Regions from separate parts of the Zea mays genome. Here region 1 is linked to region 2. A link is a contact called in public Hi-C data. All regions are on one chromosome and are shown on one strand. The core of a region is the stretch at or near the end of the contact, and the rest is flanking DNA. Distances in the headings are between cores, read along the strand shown. Region 1 holds the start of LOC100192064 (putative phosphoribosylformylglycinamidine synthase chloroplastic/mitochondrial). Region 2 holds the start of LOC103643902 (exportin-2).

What was found. Hi-C and Micro-C count contacts between places; a contact is called where the count stands out from the background.
Region 1: a contact with region 2 is called in a Hi-C map of ear, with 3 times the contacts expected there. The contact joins the promoter of LOC100192064 here to the promoter of LOC103643902 in region 2. A contact is called at or near these places in 3 of 25 Hi-C or Micro-C datasets (ear, leaf and tassel).

The regions. Positions count from the first base shown.
Region 1 is chr1:275,075,369-275,078,215 of Zm-B73-REFERENCE-NAM-5.0, reverse strand. LOC100192064 (putative phosphoribosylformylglycinamidine synthase chloroplastic/mitochondrial) reads left to right here and starts at 1,298. Exons shown (of 4, transcript XM_008677736.3): 1 at 1,298-1,640; 2 at 2,436-2,555; 3 at 2,631-2,847. The coding sequence starts at 2,490.
Region 2 is chr1:274,774,085-274,777,177 of Zm-B73-REFERENCE-NAM-5.0, reverse strand. LOC103643902 (exportin-2) reads right to left here and starts at 1,729. Exons shown (of 3, transcript XM_008667073.4): 1 at 1-1,729. The coding sequence starts at 1,559.

The sequences.
Region 1 (2,847 bases), core at 49-2,548, 300 kb before region 2:
CTCTAATTCCCTTGTCACAAAATTAGCCCTAGATGTTTATGGTTGAGCTTGCGCTCCTTTGAATTTCTTGGCCTGTTCAGTTGTTCATAACGAACTAAGCGAGAGGATGCATGTGTATATAAGCGCGCCCGTCCGACCGATGAGGGCCTCCACTCCGGTTCGAAACAACAAGTGAACAAGTCCACAACATTACAAAAGTAACAAGTAGCAACAGAAGAAGTGCAAACCCTCCACTCCTCTGGTTCGAAACAGAAAGCCTGAAAAGTGTTATGAGCAATATAATAATAATATGCTAAATGTACAACTAAGTGACTCAAATAATCATGTAGGTTATGATTTGTAGGGTTACTAATCACAAGAACACCACAACTTAATGATAAGTTGATAACGATAAGTACTTCAAACAAACCACACAATAGTCTATGGTGGCTTAAAGTTGAACATGTCAAGTTCAAATTGCAAGATCCTCCTCCAAGTCAATGTTATTCATAACTTGACAGGAACAGTGACGTGTATACTTAGTACTCCCTCCATTCATAAATATAAGATATTGTTGATTTTTTTAAAAAAACTTTGACCACTTGTCTTATTCAAAAAATAATGAGTTATCATTTATTTTGTTGTGATTTATGTTATCACTTAAGGTAATTTATGCTTGATTTAAATTTTACATTTTTGAATAAATATTCTGTATAAAACGAACAGTCAAAGTTTTCGAAAAAGTCAATAGTATCATATATTTGTGAACGGAGGCAGTACATAACAACAAGGATCTGGAAACAGGAGGTGTGAGGCGGCAAGCAGGGTGCCATTTTTCGGGGATTTGTGGTGATGTACGCGTGAAGCTATCTCGGCGGGTTTATAGCTAGTACGGTCCAGAGCAATGTTCGAATGTCTCCTCGCCTGCACCTGTACCTCAGAAAAGACGCAACGTATGCGTCGCGAGAATTTTTATGGAACCAACACCATGAAAAACACCACGAGAGTTTTTATGGAACCAACACCTACCTCAGAAAAGACGCAACATACGCGTTGTACAGTACCTCCGAATGTCTCCTCGCCCGCAGCTATGTTGTCTCGGCGCTATGGCGTCGAGCAAAGGGTCCAAAATATGAAATAAATCGTTCTGAAGTCTAAACGTGATTTTTTTTGAAAAGAACTAAAAAAATCGGACTGCAAGTCTGCAACCGTAGCCCAGGTCAAAGCAGTGAATGCGGGCTGCGGCAATGACCGGGCCCGCTCTCCCCACGCTTCAGCTAATTAGCCTAACAATATTGCGCTGGGCCGCCCGACAGGCGGTGGCCACGCTGGTTAGGACCGGCCCAATAATCTCAATAACATTGCGTTGTGGTGCGCGAGTGCGGCAGGCATCTTGCCTTCCCTTTTTCTCATTCCCTTTTCTCTCGCGCTCGCAACGGCGGCGGGCGGCGGCTGCTTCTCCGTCTCCTACTTCCCCGCAAACTTGTCTCGTATTCCTAGCGCAGCCGGGGAACACTCCCGGCCTCCGCCCGAGCGGAGCGGAGCGTTTCGTCCGCGCCGCTGACTCCGAGGAGTTCGTTTCGCCGCGCTGTCTCCCTGAATCCTAATCGTCCTTTTCGCGTTTGGCTCGACTGACGCGTTGATTCCTGCTTCTTTCGTTGGTAAGGAACCCTATCTCCATATATTTTGTGGGTCGACTATTTGTGAGGGTATATTTTCTGTCTATAGCAGTCGAATCTAAATCCCATACGTCCTTCTCCGATCCTTCCAGTTCGTTTCATTGTTTCTGAATTTTTGGTGCAACTTGGTGAATACTGAATATCTACTAGCTTACTAGTACTATCTTCTTTGAGGTTCGGATACTGATCAAAGCAAAGCAGATTAGAGTAATAATAGTATCGAGGACAGGTCAGTGTTCACTGGTTCCGAGTTCTGACGGCCTGACAGTTGACGCCGAGATATTTTGAACCATGTGTCGCTGTCGTGACTCGTGAGACAACACTAGGTCACTACTGTATGCTATGCTACTAATAATATAGGATACCAATAATATATGCAGTATATCTGGGAACAAATATGTTTGACAGCCTGCATGTGTATAGGGTGTACGTGCTTTGATGTTAATACCTTCAGGTTAAGAGTGTCCTAGTCTTTGAAGTTTGAACTTCGAGCATGCAGAATTTTTTTTTTATCATGTCTCTACATTTTTCACTTGAGGAACCGTTTTACATTAGTTTATTAGTAGCACTACCTTCTTGACATTTGAAGTAATGGCACCGTAATCTTTGGGGTCACAAATAGGCTGAGGAACTTGTTTGAAAGAAATGATCTCCTTTCGTGATTGTTTATCTTCTTTGCTTTGGCATGCTCAATTTATCTGTACACTTATATCTTTGCATCACTTCTATAATTTCATGCTTGATTCAAAATAACCCTGATTTCCAATTGATGTGCAGGTCTCCCATTCTTTTTTTACAAGAACTAAAAAAATAAAAATTCTTTGGGTTGGGATGGCATCACCTGGCCAAATGACAGCAAGCAATCTGTTACGGACTGAAGGCTTTCCTGGAAATATGGTATACAATCTATGAAGTAACATAATTTATTTTTGGTTGGCACTAGCTTGTTCTTATGTTTGTTCTCTACAACAGGTAAAAATATGTGGTTTAAATCCTGCGAGAAGTCTTGGATCAAGAAGATTGCGGATGACTCAACACTCCTTCCATCAACAGCATCTTTGTTGCCCACGTCTGCAAAGAGTAATGACTCATAATATCCGATTGTTGTCATCTCCTGGGGCCGTGGCATCCAAGGGGTTTGACAGCCCATTAGTTGAGAAACCTGATACTGCATCGGATGTTAAAATTA
Region 2 (3,093 bases), core at 480-2,979:
ACAACATTAGACTCATGTGTCAGAAACCTCACTACACTTGGCAGGAGTGCCAATGCAGTGGCTTTGGGGATCTGATCCCTGAACTCCTTCAAGAACCTGAGCACAGTTGCCTTCAACATTGGCTCAGACTGCCAATCAGGAGCCTGGAGCTCAGGCACAATCACAGATGTAAAGAAGCTCTCCATGTCAACCACCGCTGTGCCGCCACCTGTGGCACCAGGCTTCTGCATAAGAGCAATAACAAGGTATATTGCAGCATCCTTCTCCTTCCAGTTGTTTGCCCGATTCGCGGCATATGCTGCCAACATCTGCTGGACCTGTGCTGACACGAGTGCAGCCACCTGCTCCCGGTAGTTCGCTGCAAGGCCTCGCAGCAACCGGCACGCTGCCCGTCTGAGCGTATCTGCATCGCTACCCTCAGAGTCACGCCTAACATATTCCACCCAATTGCACTCAAACAACTCCTCATCCTCATCCCGCAGGCGCAAGTTAGGCACAACAACACTATCACATATCTGCTTCATTGCTTCAGGACTCCCAAATAAGGCATGGTGCACACTCTCAGCAACTGTAGTCAAGAACCTTATCGCAGTAACAGCAAGCTGTGCACGGGATGGAGAGGTGGTCTGCGCCATGAGGAGCCCCCACACGGCCTCAACAAACTCCTTCAGGTATCCCCTAAACTCCTCCTCGTACTTCTCCATATAAAGCTGCAGGTTATCACAGACAGCAGCACGGAGCGCATCAGGGGCACCATCTGCCTCAACAGGCGGTGAGTAGGATGTGGTAACGAAAGTTCGGAACTCTGTCATCCACTGGCGCATGTTATCCTCGAAGAATTCAGGCAGGTCGATGGAGTTAAGCGAGTAGAAGATCTCGCAGCAGAGGCGGAGGCACTCAAACACGGGGCGGAGCTCGAGCGGGTTGGCCGTGGTGGCGGTGGCCTGAAGGCGGCGGGAGGCGAAGAGGAAGACCTCGAGGAGTGGGGCGGCAAAGATGTCAAGGCAGTACTTGAGGTCGAGGCGGAGGGCATTGTTGTCGAATGCGTTGCGGAAGCGGGAGAAGAGCGACACCACGGCGGTGAGGAGGGAGTTGGTGGCGGCGATGTCCCCCGCGTTGACGGCACTGCCTAGGGAGGACACAATAGACGGGAGGAGCGACTCCCACCTGGCGGGGAAATCGGAGGCCGCCGCGGCGGCGAGGGCCTCGGAGAGCTGCGCCTGGATGAGGGGCGGGGCGGTGAGGAGGAGCTGGAGAAGGTGTGCCTTGATGATGGCGCAGTCGGAGGCGGGGAGGTAGTCGGCGTCAGCGTCGGCGTCGGCGTCGGGCTTGGGCCACCGGCGGCGGAGCAGGTTCTTAAAGTGGACGGAGGCGGCGAGGCGGGCCTGGAGATCGTGGCGCGGGGAGGCGGCGAGGCCGAGGAGCGCGAGCGCGAAGCCTGGGGAAGAGGTAGCGGAAGAGATGCTCTGCTCGGCGGCGCGGCGCACGGCGGCGTCGGGTGAGAGCGACTGCCCGAACCAGCCCGCGAGGGCGTCGAGCATCTCCGGCGGCACCTCCATTTCGCGCCGCCGCGGGCCGGCGATCTGGGTGGGGGAGGGAGATCGGGGTGTGTGCGGAGTAGGGTAGGGAGGTAGGGTTTTTGAAATCCTGCTTCCGCTTTGCGCTGCGACTTGCAGAGGAAGTGGGAGCCTGGGAGGTCGGAACCGGAAGCGAGGCAGACAGGCAGAGAGAAATAGGGGCGACGTGTCGGAGGAAAGGGAAAATGAGTAAATGGTGGTTATGGGCCGTAGTGTTGGGCCAACTATTCGTCGGCCTAGACTTTATGGTTGGCAAAGTTGTACCAGGGCCGAAGGTGATTTCAGGCCGCTCCGGCCTATCTTTTTTCTCTTTTATTATGAAGCCAACTTGCCAAGAACAAATTCATCAATTGCTAAAGAAAGAACAATTCATCATGAGATCAGAAGATAGCAATGGCCTGTCAAAATTGCTTCAAAGATCCTTAAACGCCGCAGTATTTAAGACTGTCGTCGCCTCGTCGGATCAAATTCATTTTTCTGACATCAAAGCGGTATGATCGGCTGGTGCCTAAATAAAAGTGCATCAGGTTTGTAAATCGTGTTGGATAAAATTCTGAAAGAAAATAACGTGCTACGTCAGTTTTCTTATAGAATCTGGTTGGTTCAATTCCTTTGGCAATGTCAATGACGGCCGGATTACAGAGCGTATATAACAAAAGAACCTGTGGTCATCCATCAACATGGCATGGACTGTTGGATTGGATGAATGCACGCCACGCATTTGGCTGCTGCGTAAACCTTCAAGAACATCAACCACGTATCACGTCTGTAATTGCCACACTCTGTAGTTAACTATGATTATAGTGTACTTCGTCTTCAAGGAAAAGTATAATTAGACATGTTTGTTTTGTCGGTAGGGAGCGTTCCGCCTTAGAGGGAAGCAAACGCGAAAGCGGGGGTCGACGAAGCGGAAGCGAGAATGTCGGCTTGAGTAACAAAAACATTGGTGAGAATCCAATGCCCCGAAAACCTAAGGTTCCCTCCGCAAGGTTCGTCCACGGAGGGTGAGTCAGGGCCTAAGATCAGGCCGAAAGGCGTAGTCGATGGACAACAGGTCAATATTCCTGTACTACCCCTTCTCTTATTGGTACGGAGGGACGGAGGAGGCTAGGTTAGCCGAAAGATGGTTATAGGTTTAAGGACACAAGGTGACCCTGCTTTTTCAGGGCAAGAAGGGGTAGAGAAAATGCCTCGAGCCGAGGTCCGAGTACCAAGCGCTGCAGCGCTGAAGTATGAGCCCCGTGGACTAGTCATTGCTTCTCCGCGAGGCTCATACCAGGCGCTACGGCGCTGAAGTATGTAACCCATACTCTCAGGAAAAGCTCGAACGACCTTCAACAAAAGGGTACATGTACCCGAAACCTGTGTGAATTCCATTCTAATTCTAATAATTATAATTTAGACAAAATTAATTAAGTTAATATATTTATCTATGTAATATATTTGTATATTATTCTAAATCATATGAGAGAGATAGTTATACAGCATATTTATGTTATAGATAAATAAGTAGAAA